Linked DNA regions of Sus scrofa: all the other regions are linked to region 1. A link is a contact called in public Hi-C and HiChIP or PLAC-seq data. All regions are on one chromosome and are shown on one strand. Each heading gives the region's core, a stretch centred on a gene start, on an enhancer-like site or on the middle of the called end of the contact. The rest is flanking DNA. Distances are from core to core; before and after follow the strand shown.

Region 1 (3,165 bases), core at 474-2,973:
CCAGCTACTCTCAGATGGGGGAATAAGGGAATTATCCCACAACAAGAGGAAGCCCCTGATTCCTCAACTTCCCCCTTCCCCTCTAGGAAGCAGAAATATTTTTACCGGGGTCGCCTGGATTGGGATGAGAACACATCAGCTGGGCGCTACGTGCGAGAAAACTGCAAACCACTTCGGGTGAGCCGGGCTGGGAATAAATAGTGCCCACCACCCAGAGGTCACTTCCTTCTTAAGGTGTTTTGCCCCTGGAATGCATTTTACAAGCAGAGAGTTAGCAAAGTAGGGGAGGAAAACTGAAAGAAGACATCTTTTGTTGATAGAAGAGAGATGAGGGAGTGGTTTTATGGAGGGAATGAGGTTAGACAGCCATGTTTGAGCCAACCAGAGATGAAAGCAATGTCCTGGATTCTTTAGGTCAGACAGAAAAGCATAAACTACCTTTGAAGAGCTTACTTTTTAATGAGGAGCTAAAGAAGATTCCTGAAGTTGACAAGGATATACAAGTAGAACTTTCAAAAAGTATGAAGGAATAATGGTGCTAGTGGGAAGGTAGAACATCAGAAATGGTTACAGTGTGGTCATGGTTAGGTAGCATTCGTAACGGTTGTCCGCAGAGCCTTGGTCCTCCAGGATTGGAAGCCAGGGCCTTGAAGAAGAAGGCAGGGTTTGTAAGGCATCGTGCCTCACCTTTTTCCTGCCCTCCACCACCAGCGGTATCTGACCTCAGAGGCAGAAGAACACCACCAGCTCTTCGATCTGATTGAAAGCATGCTAGAATATGAACCTGCTAAGCGGCTGACCTTGGGTGAAGCCCTTCAGCACCCTTTCTTCGCCCGCCTTCGGGCTGAGCCACCTAACGCCAAGTTGTGGGACTCCAGTCGGGATATCAGTCGGTGACGATCAGGCCCTGGGCCCCCCTGCGTTTCTGACAGCAGTGGGTGTCCAGTCCAGGACACTGGTGCTTTTTTATACAAGAGAACAGAACCGGAGCCCACTCCTTCCTCCTGGCTCCGTGTGTACCTGTGAATATGTGAAATAGTGTAAATATGAAAGAACTTAATACCTATTGCTTCAACCCCTGCCTTGTACATAATGCTGTCCCATCTCACACTCTTCCCGCCCTCACCTGCCCCTTCACAGTTGAGTTGGATGGGGGCAGAATGAGGTAACCAGGTGGCATCAATCCCATGTTTTATAAGGAATTTTGTACAGTCTTTGTGAAATAAAATGACGTGCTTCATCGGACCCCCCTCCCTGGAGTTTGAGGTTTGGGGGGATGCTGGGGTGGAGGGATTGTCAACAAAGGGAGTCCCATCTTACCCTGCGACATTAATCATAGGCTGCCAGTTTATCTGCCCAGTCTGTCTCAGGAGAGTAGTAATGAGTAAGGTAAGATTTCTTGGTTAGAATGAAGGGCTAATGAAGCACTTTGATCTGGAATGACGAGTTGGGAAAGAAGTTCCGATTACTATAGCTGTTAGGCCGGGCCCCAGGATAGAGCCAGAAATCCAGATTTAAAACTTACTCAATAGAGCTCCTGGCAGGCGGCCGCCGCCACCTCCACCACCACCGGCGGGTAGGTCTCCCGTCGCAACTCTCCCAAGGCTAGGATAGACTCAGGTTCTGACGCTAGGCCCGCTGGGAGGTGTAGTTCATTAGTTGAGGGACGTCACATGACGTAGGGGCGGTACTTGGCTACCGGCAACGAGAGTTGTCACGTGGGGCACTTCCTTCTTTGCTTTTAGCCGAGACGCAGGCGCAACTCGCGGCTGCTGCGGGGATCCTTGTGACCCTTCCGGTCGGTACAGCCAATCCGTGCACAGAGAAGCGGGGCGGACCGAGAGGAGCGGAGCGGAGGGAGCTCTTGAGAGCCACGGCCGCCGCCACTGCCGCGGCAGGGGCGTGGAGGGCAGGGGGCGGCCCGGGCCGCGGTTGCAAACATGGCTCAAAGCAGAGATGGTGGAAACCCCTTCGCCGAGCCCGGCGAGCTTGACAACCCCTTTCAGGTGACTTGCGCCGGCCTCCTTGGGGCATCCTGGGGGACTTCTCGGTTCTAGAGGGTCGGGCTAACTTGTATTCCCATTCTTGACATTTGATCTGAGCAAGGGCCGCCACGTGGGAGTGACGATCAGTGAGCACCTGGGGGGCGGGCCCTGCCCCCGATAAGGAGCTGGTACTGGCAGTGTGGGGTGAAGGATTGGGAGCAGATACTGGGACAACAACGTGGCCTCCAAGCTGCAGTCCTTGCAGCCACAGGCAATTGAGAAGAGGCTCCTGTGAGTTCCTCCAGAGGCACCAGGTGCCAGCTGAGCCCCAGATCTCTGCCCACAGGACCCAGCTGTGATCCAGCACCGACCCAGCCCGCAGTATGCCACGCTTGACGTCTACAACCCTTTTGAGACCCGGGAGGTGAGATTCTGAAGAGCACAGGAGGGCCAGGAAGATTAGGGTATGCCAACAAGTCCACTCTGTTGGGGTACAGTGGACTTGTTTGCACGCGAAGGAAGGAAGAAGCAGGGTGATCTTAGCTCCCTGAGAAGCCAGTCTTCCATGGGATGTCTGAACCTTCTAAAGACACCAAGACCAAAGATCCATGTGGTTTGAGCTCTAAATATCGGTCCTGGGAGAAAGAACCTGGAGTCTCTTAGTGCCTGAACCAAGGCTCTGTCTAGGGAGGCTTCTTTAGAGATGAAAAGGGATGGGGCTGTTTGGAGTTGAGGAGAAAACGATCTATGCTTAGGTGTACAATTCGAAAGCAAGAAACGAAAGTGACTAGACCTGTTTATCTCGTGGGAATGGAAAATGCTAAGAGTTTTCAGAAGTTAAGGAGGTAGCTGGAGCTCTCCCGTGCTGCAGCTGCAGCAGGTTAAGGATCTGGTGTTGTCACTGCAGCAGCTCAGGGCAGTTTTTTTGTTTTGTTTTGTTTTGTTTTTTTTGTCTTTTTGCCATTTCTTTGGCCGCTCCCACGGCATATGGAGGTTCCCAGGCTAGGGGTCTAATCGGAGCTGTAGCCGCCAGCCTATGCCAGAGCCACAGCCAACAGAGGATCCGAGCTGCATCGCTTAGGTCCATTTTAAGGAGGTAGGTCCAGTAGATGAATGCTTTGAGTTCTGGCTGAGGAACTAGATGCGACTCCAGGTCATAGTAGCCCTCATCACCCCTCAC
Region 2 (3,165 bases), core at 216-2,715, 640 kb before region 1:
ACAGCCATGCCAGATCTGAGCCACGTCTGCAACCTGCACCACAGCTCACAGCAGCGATGGATTACCTTAACCCACTGAGCGAAGCCAGGGATCAAACTTGCATCCCTATGGATACTAGTCAGGTTTGTTTCCCCTGAGCCACAACAGGAACTCCCTAGAGTGCTTGGAGGGAGGGTCCCTGTCTTATTCATTCTTTGATCACAGGGTCAAGTACTAAACACCTGTTGAACTGCTGAGTCACTCCTGCACAGGTGGTATGGAAGGACCTGGCTGTTCTTTAAGTAGCTGCCACATACCAGGCACTGGGCTAGGGGCCATGTGGGGCTGATCCCACTTCATCTTGACTTCAGCCTTATGAGGAAGGTATTATTATCTGCATTTTATATACCAAAAACCCAAACTCCGAGAAGTTGACTAATTGACCTAAGATAGTCCAGCTGAGTAACTGCCTTCTTCCCATCCGGACCCAGCTAGATGGAATGATGCAGGCTTAGAACAATTAGCTTGGCTTAGTTTAGCTGGGAAGGCCCTCAGAAGGAGCGTGTTTGATGGCCTTTTGTAAAGCCAGTGAACCCCTCATTTGAATGAAATTTCACCCCAAAAGCCCAATATACTAAATGACAGAGGCAGAGTCTCTCTAGCAGGGAAGTTTAGGGACCCCTGCCTGGTGATCCTTTGCCCCTCCCCTAAGAGGCCCCCAGGGCTCTGAGAATTAAACCCCTCTCTTTACAAAGTGGGCTTCTCAGGCTGGAGAAGCTAAGATTTGCCCAAACACAGCCAGAAACCCCCAAATAGTACTCGGACCCTATTTCACACTACTGTAGGAGACAGGACATCACTCTGGACATACTGGAAGGGGCTAATCGACCTCAAGGGATGGGCATTATCGCTACCATGATGAGGCAGGGGTTGCAGGGGTCAGTGTAGGGCTGGCTATCTTCCCTGGGTGCTCCAGCCAGGCCAGACAGGGCCGCTAGATAATGAGCACAGAACCAACCCTTTACACTTCACATTTGGCTGGGCAGGTCTCCCAGGTGTCATCTTTTCACAATCCAGATTACTACCTTAACCCTCTCAAACCTCTCTGAGATGCACAAAGCAAACACCATGATGCCCATTATACAGATACGGAGATTGAGACTTGGGCCAGGTTAACTGATATGCTCCAGGCCACACAACAAGAGACAGAAGCAGGTCCCAAACTCCAGGGATTTGCCTCCAGGTTAACTACATCCCACCTCCCTTCAGTCCAGACCCCAAAGGAGCTCCATCCAACAGCAAAATCCGAGAGTCTGCCCAGGAGTCCCTGCCCGACATTCCAAACCCCATCCCCCACTCAAATGGGCCCAGAGAGCCGCCCCACCTGTGAGCCTCAGGCTTCCTGGAACCGTCACAATACACACCAAAATACTGCCACGGTACACACCAGACAAGAGCCAAAGAGGAATTCCGCAGTGACTTCGTCCTCTCTGCTCCCTATCTCCCAGCTTTGGCCCCGCCCCACCTGGTGAGGGTGGGGGAGGGGAGGTAGACGTAGGAAGGGGCGGGGCCCCGGAGACGTGGGCGGAGCCAAGGGGACGGGGCTTGTTCCCTCCAGGGCAGATCGGTTCGGGCTGGTAGGGCGACTCCGGACTCCGGCGGGGTGGTTCCTCTCCCGCCCCCCCGCCCCCGCCGCCCGGAGGCGGGCAGTGCTGACGGCTGGTTCTGACGCAGGCGCCTGCGTGTGGGCGGCTGCCTGTGAGTCTGTGTGTGTCTGTGTGTGTGTGGTTGCCGGGGCCTCCCGGGTCTCCTAAATGGGGGTTTCCTCTCCCTGTTGCCAAGGAAACAAACAGAAGCGCCACAACTCCAGAACTGGGGCCGGCGAAAAGGGTCCCCAAGCCCTAGGCGCCGAGAGGCTTCCAGGAAGTGAGGCAGAAAAGGATCCCTGTTTCCCCCCCCACCCCCAGTCCAGGTGCTGAGCAAACGTTACCCAATGTGGGGCCTGAAACTAGTGGCCACCTGTCCTGTTTGCAGAGCACTGAGGAGTTTCCTAGGACAAGGGCCTTGCAGTGCTCAAACCCGAACAGTTCCTGGCAAAACCGGACAGTTGGTCTTCCTAAGTGTCCATCCAATTTTTGTGGGGAGGCTCTATCTTAAAAATATGAGAATATCTTTTACAGATTTCACACAGATAAGTGAACACGTGGAAACCTGGTCAGGCTCCTCTAAGGGTCTTGGGAAGGCCTGTGCCACTGTGGATCCCTGAGCTTCACCTTGCTTAGCCTCACCATAAAACCAACCTGGGTTCCCAGCCCCTGCAGCCCCTAAGTTCCTCAGGGTCCCCTTCCAAGGCTAGCCCTTGGCACTCACCCCAGGGAGGTCAACTGGGAAAGCAAATTCTCCCCGGGGAGGATGGTGGTTAATCTGCAGGAGATTTCCTGATGGGGGAACAGATCAAAGGGCACTTCTGGATTAGTGGCGGCCACGTGTGGCAGGTGGATGGGCAGGGCCTTGGCCAAGGTCAGGAGCTCCTGGAGGGAGACTCCATGGGATGGAAGGGACTGCCTTGGGCCAGTGCTTCATCAGTCATTGCTTAGAAGCCAGAACTTCAGAGCTGGGAGGAGTCTAAGGACATCATGCAAGCCAACCCCCTCCTTTCTAGACCTGCCTTGATCCAGCTCCCCAGATTCCCCTGTCCCACTATCCCTATGCCAGCCCACAGGCTAGCCCCAGAGTAACACCCCAATTGCCCTCTTTGTCTAGTAAATCCAAAGCTTACAGGGCTCCCTGAGAGCCCACTTCACTTTGGCCCTTGACCCCTGAGTGGCAGGTAATGGGGGAGCCACTGGAGCAGCGGTAGGGCAGCAGGGACCTGGCTGGGAGGGACAGGATGCACGAGTGGCCTGAGGCTGGTGTGCTCTCAGGCTGCCCAGGGAGGGGCCAAGAGGGCATCTGTTTCCTCTTGGCCATGATTCCCTCAATCCCATCCCCAAAGGAGGTGAAAATGGGGCTGGCTTCCTGAAGCGGAGCTTCCTGGCCTTGGCGGGGAGGATGGATGGGACGTCCTCAAAACATCCCGCATGCCCTCTCCTCTCCCTGCCTGGAGCTCGGCACAGCTGAACTAAGGCTTCGGGGTGGGGGCAGAGAGGTGAGGTCTGGGGTTCAGTGAGCACAGCGATGTACCAG
Region 3 (3,165 bases), core at 303-2,802, 600 kb before region 1:
TTCTTAGTAGGATTTTTTTCTGCTGCACCACAACGGGAACTCCTGGATACTAGTTCTTAATCCACTGAGCCATGACGGGAACTCCACATACTACTTTTTAAACTTATGTATGTATGTTACAAAACATATTTATGAACTGATTTTACAAACATACATATTTTACTTATTTTAAGGCATATATGAGACATTAGGGCTGCAGTTTTTGTTTGTCCTGTTTGCTATTTTTTTCCCAGGTCCTGAGAATACTGCAAGGACCTAAAAATTTGTTAACTGAACAGATATAAAGGTGAATGAGACAGGTTCTGTTCCCAAGAAATTCAGTCTAATGGCGCTTCCTCTTTCTGGACTTTATCTCCTTTTTCTGTAAACTGAAGGAACTGGACTAGGGTCTGGACACTTTGCCATGCTTCTGAGTCTGAGAATCTCAGATGACAACACTTTGTGTCTGCATATCACTCTACAGTTTACACCTACCCTTTCATTTGATCACAACAACCCTGTGTGCGTGATGTGGTGGTGGGGATTATTTTCACACTGGAGATGTGGTAAAAAAGCTTGTGACTTACCCAAGGTTCCACAAATGGCAAGTGGCTGGCTGAGACTAGAACCCAGCCAGACCTCGGGTCCAATACTCCTTCCTCATCACCACTTGATACATAGGGTCCTGCCTATTATAAATGCTGCTGCAGACCAACTCTTAGTAATCTTCCAGAAATCCTGTCCCTGGGCCCCAACCATCCAGGATGGGGTCCAGGGTGCCCCTTGGGGGTCCCCTTAGGGACAGAGGAAATGGCTCCCCTCTCCATACCATGCAGTCCATGAGGATGAATTTGAGATTGTCTTCGTTAAATGCTTGGTTCCCGTTCCGGTCGTAGGCCGCCCAGATGTTACTGGCGATGGCTGCAGTGACTCGGGCGTCCGTATCCCCGTAACCAGAGTAGGCCAACAGAGATCCCTCGTTATTCAGCAGCCTGGAAAAGCATCAGAACGGATATCAACGTGCTCAGGATGGGGAGTAAAATACCTGACTTTCCATCCCAACTCGCCCACCGGCGCTCCTAGAAAGCAAGGGTCTGGGTTGAGTGTGTCCTAGAACATGCCCCAAACACCCAGCACGTCAGTTTCTCTTTCAAGAGTGGCCCTCTCGCCGGTTCACCCAAAGGCTGCCCCCTCTGCCACCTCCTCCCTTCCCAGAGAGCCTTCCCCACCCCTCCCTCGGAGAGCCGCGCGCAGCCCCACTCCAGTGCTCGCCGCTCGGCCTCTCGGTCCGCACTCACAGGGTGCTCTGGACACCTCCAGTGTTAGCTTGGCTTAGCACCTGGGTCAAAGCCTTGGGACGCAGCATGCCTGTGGCTCCTAACCCTGGGCTTTCACAACCTGATCCCGGAGTTTCCTATAACTGGCCTCCGCCTGCCGCTTCCCGTAGTCCAGCTGCCCGGCTCCAGAACTCCTGGGAGTTGTAGTTTCCTGGCCTGACTGTGCGGTTCTGACTCAACCCCGCCTCACCGCGGGGGGCGCTGGGAATTGTAGTTCCTCGAAGCTTCGCGAGGCACCCTGGGAACTACAGTTCGCCTTTCCAGTGAGACCACGCGGTTATGGGGGAAAAGAGCGGGAGTAAAAGGATAGTGGCAGTACTGGAAGGACATTTAACCCTCTCGGGCAGAGGAGTCATATCTGCTTGACAATCCACGATTCAGTAATTAAAAGAAAACAAAATTCCTATACTTGTCAGGCATACCTTGGGTTACTTCTCAAAGCAATTTTCTACATTATGCATAATTCTGTGAGATGAGGAGATAGATGCTATTGAGGAAATAGGCTCAGAAAGGCCATGCAGGCAAAAATCCAGGTCTCTGGAACTGTACTGAATAGACTTCTTGGAGGCCGCTACCCTCAGGGGAATTAAGTCAATCCTACAGAAGAGGTTTTAGGTAGATATCCAGAAGTGGAAAATTCAGCCTCCAAGTCGGGAGAAGCCTCAGGCCTGGAAAGGATTTGGGCTTTCCAAGAAAGACCAGTTATCATAGGGAACGGAGATAAAGCGGCGACACAGAAAGTCCTTTGTCCCGGAGAAAGAGTTAGTCGCGGAGGGGGCGGGTAGCTTTGGGCCCGGGGGCGGGGGGTTGGCACCTCAGCGCGACTCGGACCGGCTACCACGGGCGGTGGTCTCTCCCGGAGAGTTTGCTTCCCGCCCCTGTCCGGAGCAGCCCCTTTGGGGGCCGCCGCCCAGCAAGGCCCTGCCCAGGCTGCAGACCCCGGGCTCGGCCCTGGGCGGACCCCGCTGCAGTGGCCCCCCCGGTCCGCCCGGGGCGCTGTGGCTGCGGCTGGTCCGGAGGGGGCGGTGAAGCCTTGGGGAGGGGAGGGGAGAGGGGAGTGTTGGAGGCGCCGGAGCCGAGCACCGCCGGGCGGGCGGGGAGGAGGAGGAGCCGGGGCGGGCTGGCGGGCGGCCGGGTGGCGGCGGCGGCGGCGGCATGGCGGAGCCGAGCGGGGCCGAGACGAGGCCCCCGATTCGGGTCACCGTCAAGACCCCTAAGGACAAGGAGGAAATTGTGATCTGCGATCGAGCCTCGGTCAAGGAGGTAGTACGGGTGGTGGGGATTGGGGGGGTGCGGAGGAGTGGTCTGTGAAGAGGGGGGTGTCTCTGAGACCGTCGGGCGTATGGGAGGGCCGGGGAGAGGAGGGCGGGGGCCCAGCAGGCACTCGGGGAAGCGGGAGGGAAGAGGCGGCGGGTAGGGGGCGTCCTGCGAGGTCGATCCGGGGTAGCGTGGCGCGTGTTTGGGAAGGGAGGCCGGGGTTTGCCTTGTGGCCTGGTCTGGGGGCGTGGTGGAGTTGGAAGAGGACACCTTGCACAGGCAAGGGGGAAGGACCCTGTGTTGGAGAGGAGTGTTTGCGCCGCTTACTAGCGGGGGTTCGAGGCGCTGAGGCAGGGTGGGAGCCGGGCAAGGTGCGGAGGCCGGATAGTGGGCGCGGGGCGCAGGCGAGGAAAGCTCCAGGCTTCTACTGTGCGTCTCAGAGAACGCCCAGCATTCTGACGCCCGGCCGGTGCGGGGGGAGGATTTCCCTCTGCCGGGATCTTTGCTACTCTTTCAAATCAAGGTAGTTGCGTTTGGTTCTCAGCCCCTCTGGGATTTACACAAGGTGCAGTAGGTGCTCAAGAAAAATGTG
Region 4 (3,165 bases), core at 318-2,817, 560 kb before region 1:
CAGCTAACTTATGCCCATCTGAAGCCCCTAAATTTTGCAGCAAGACTATTTCTGGGTACCTGCCTAGCCACCAGCCTGAAAGCAGCTTGCCACTTCCTTCTCGGCCTGGTCACATACTCTCTTGGTGGCCCTCTTGTTGCAGATCCCAAAAGAGAGGTCAGTGGGCAGCTTGGGTTCTGCCTTAAAAACCACAAAACAGGACATGAAACCAGTGACACTGCCCTGGGGGCACAGAGTGCACCCTAGGTAGCCTTACCATTTCTGCATGCCTCTGGTCCTGGCACGCAGTTCCATGTTCATCTAACAAAGTTCTACTTCAGGAGTTCCCGTCGTGGCGCAGTGGTTAACGAATCCGACTAGGAACCATGAGGTTGCGGGTTCGGTCCCTGCCCTTGCTCAGTGGGTTAACGATCTGGCGTTGCCGTGAGCTGTGGTGTAGGTTGCAGACGCGGCTCGGATCCTGCGTTGCTGTGGCTCTGGCGTAGGCCGGTGGCTACAGCTCCGATTCAACCCCTAGCGTGGGAATCTCCATATGCCCCGGGAGTGGCCCAAAGAAATAGCAACAACAACAACAACAACAACAACAAAAAAAAGACAAAAAAAAAAAAAAAAAAGTTCTACTTCAATCTCTTGGTGGGGTTCCCTTGAAGATGGCAGGAAGAAGTTGTATTTTTTTGGAAGTCTTTCAATGGAAATATTTTCCTTAGCAATTGACTCTCAAATCTCTCCTCTAGTCAGAATAGATTCCAATAAGGAGACTGTAAATAGAGATGATGAAAATTCATCCAATCAGCAGGTGTTTCTTGAGCACCTCCTGTGCGTTCAGCATCACTGTAGGATCTCTGAATAAGTGTACACTAGAGAAATAGCACCTAATCATGAAGGTAGATTTTCCAGATCAGAAACAATCAGAAAAAAACCAAAAACCAAGCCGGAGTTCCCGTTGTGGCTCAGCGGTAATGAACTCGACTAGTGTCCATGAGGACTAGGGTTCAATCCTTGGCCTCACTCAGTGGGCTCAGTGGGTTAAGCTTCCACTGAGCTGTGATGCAGACAGCAGAGGCGGCTAGCCCGGGAACATCCATATGCCTCAGGAGAGGCCCTAAAAAAAAAAAAAAAAAATTAAAGAAAGGATCTACTTTTTTGGAACCTCAAAGGGCTTCTAAGGAAAGTTCAGGGCTTTCTAGGGTAGCTAGCTGGATATAGAAGATGAGTAAATTTTTCGCCTAGAAATACAGAGAATGGTGGTAGCCCGGAGAGCAACAGTTTTTCTCTAATTCCTAGCTCGATAGTACACTCGACATTGTAGACAGAAGATCCTAATCTCTACGTTTGCCAGTCCCACAAAGCACTTAATCAGGTGCTGGTCATCTACGGTACTGGAAAGCCAGCTTGAAAAGCCACTCTAGACGGCAGAATAATAAAAGCGTGAAAGAAAAGAAAGAAAAGCGTGAAGGAGCACAGACAAATCGATCACAGAGGCTGCAGCATCCCGGAGGCAGGCGCGCTCTACAAAGGAAAGGTGGGGCTTGTCTGAGAACTACAACTCCCAGAAGGCATCCAGCAGAGTACCAACGTTTCCGGCCAGAGCTCATTTCCGGTCTTTCGGGTGCTGACGCTCTCTTCCGGCCTTCGTGGCCCCCTGAAGGGTTTGTGGGGTGCGCACGGTGAGTCCTTTGATTCTGGGGGTGCCAAAGTTCGTGTCCACACAACACTCAGCGGCTGAGGGTTAGCTTTGGCAGGGCGGGGAGGGAATAGAGCACGCTGGCTGGAGGACGTGTAATCTTGGCAAGAGACGGAGGGGGGGCAGAACAGACTAAGCCCTCAGAGGGCCCCAGAAAGGGATGTGGAAGACGAGGACGAATGCGGTCCCGCGGGAAAAATGGACAGTAGGATACAGGGGCGTGAGGGAGGACCCCGCTAGCGCGCATTGGGATACCTGGGGTGCTGGTGGAGGAATAGCAGCCGGGGAAAGGCAACAGTCGTGAGGGATTCCTGTGTGAAGGAAAGCTAGAGGCTGCTACAGTTCCGAGATGGGCCGAAATGCGGCAGGCCAAGGAAACCTCTATTCTGGCCACATGGAGCTCTCTCAGAAGACCCCAGTAATTGGGGAGCACCCAGGACCCCTCGCAGTAATAGGTAGCAGATATGCCCTGGAGGTCTACAGATTTTCGAGGGCTGCAGGGTGGATTTGGTGGGAAGCTTGCGAATGGGACAGCTTTGGTAGCGTATACTCTGCTCTGTGAAAGTGGCCGCTGCTTTGATGAGCTCAAAAGATCTTTTGACGGACTTTGTAAGAAAGGACTGTCAGAAAGATTTTGGTGGTTTTACATGCTTGGATTGACTGCTCACTTGCTTTTTCCTCCAAAGATGAGGCTGCTGGCATTCGTGGTGTTGACTCTCTTTGCTGTCACTCAAGCAGAAGAAGGAGCCAGGCTTTTGGCCTCCAAATCACTGCTGAACAGATATGCTGTGGAGGGGCGAGACTTGACCTTACAGTACAACATCTACAATGTTGGCTCAAGGTAAGGAGGCCCTGAAGCTATAGGTTGGGCCCTTTTAAGCTTCTCAGGTATCTTGACTGGGAACAGGGATCAGTAATGATTTATCTTTGGGAGGACTCCAGCAACAGGTATAGTGTGTAAATGAATTCACTGCTGGATGACTTTTGGAGGAGGATATTCTTACCTAAGCTACAGGAAACCATCCTCCAATTTTGTGAGTTGCTAGAGTCTCATAGTGGAGAAGAAGAAAGAATTGTGTGAAATAGGGAGAGAAGGATGAAAAGGCAGAAAAGAGGAGTTCCCCATGTGGCTCAGCAGAAACGAATCTGACTAGGATCCATGAGGATGCAAGTTCAATCCCTGGCCTCGATCAGTGGGTTAAGGGATCTGGCGTTGCTGTGAGCTCAGGTTTAGGTTGCAGACTCAGCTCAGAGCCCTCATTCCTGTGGCTGTGGTGTGGGTGGTAGCTGTAGTTCCAATTCGACCCCTAGCCTGGGAACTTCTACATGCCGTGGGTGCAGCCCTAAAAAAGCAAAAAAAAAAAAAAAAAAAAAAAAAGAAAGAAAGAAAAAAAGGCAAAAAACACATGATCCTTTGTTACCTCAAAGGTTTCTTTCAGCTCCCTTCCTTCCTTTTTTTTTTTGATCTCTGCATACTTCTT

The links. Hi-C and Micro-C count contacts between places; a contact is called where the count stands out from the background. HiChIP or PLAC-seq counts read pairs in DNA pulled down with a chosen protein or histone mark.
Region 2: a contact with region 1 is called in an H3K27ac HiChIP or PLAC-seq map of alveolar macrophages. The contact joins the promoter of LMNA here to the promoter of SCAMP3 in region 1. A contact is called at or near these places in 1 of 5 promoter capture datasets (liver) and 1 of 2 datasets of contacts at active chromatin or transcription factors (alveolar macrophages).
Region 3: a Hi-C map of embryonic fibroblasts shows a contact between it and region 1, with 6 times the contacts expected there. The contact joins the promoter of LAMTOR2 here to the promoter of SCAMP3 in region 1. A contact is called at or near these places in 1 of 5 promoter capture datasets (liver) and 3 of 47 Hi-C or Micro-C datasets (embryonic fibroblasts, heart right ventricle and liver).
Region 4: a Hi-C map of liver shows a contact between it and region 1, with 2.9 times the contacts expected there. The contact joins the promoter of SSR2 here to the promoter of SCAMP3 in region 1. A contact is called at or near these places in 2 of 5 promoter capture datasets (fetal liver and liver), 1 of 47 Hi-C or Micro-C datasets (liver) and 1 of 2 datasets of contacts at active chromatin or transcription factors (skeletal muscle).

Annotation. Positions count from the first base shown.
Region 1 is chr4:94,568,840-94,572,004 of Sscrofa11.1, forward strand. SCAMP3 (secretory carrier membrane protein 3) reads left to right here and starts at 1,724. Exons shown (of 9, transcript NM_001185169.1): 1 at 1,724-2,006; 2 at 2,332-2,409. The coding sequence starts at 1,941. It overlaps CLK2 (dual specificity protein kinase CLK2), which reads left to right. Exons shown (of 12, transcript XM_021089727.1): 11 at 87-177; 12 at 712-1,245. The coding sequence ends at 897.
Region 2 is chr4:93,924,819-93,927,983 of Sscrofa11.1, forward strand. LMNA (lamin A/C) reads right to left here and starts at 1,466. Exons shown (of 13, transcript NM_001111257.2): 1 at 1,364-1,466.
Region 3 is chr4:93,974,009-93,977,173 of Sscrofa11.1, forward strand. LAMTOR2 (late endosomal/lysosomal adaptor, MAPK and MTOR activator 2) reads right to left here and starts at 1,553. Exons shown (of 4, transcript NM_001243627.1): 1 at 1,278-1,553; 2 at 809-971. The coding sequence starts at 1,345. UBQLN4 (ubiquilin-4) reads left to right here and starts at 2,378. Exons shown (of 11, transcript XM_003125701.5): 1 at 2,378-2,579. The coding sequence starts at 2,472.
Region 4 is chr4:94,009,157-94,012,321 of Sscrofa11.1, forward strand. SSR2 (translocon-associated protein subunit beta) reads left to right here and starts at 1,568. Exons shown (of 6, transcript XM_001928470.5): 1 at 1,568-1,667; 2 at 2,371-2,525. The coding sequence starts at 2,371.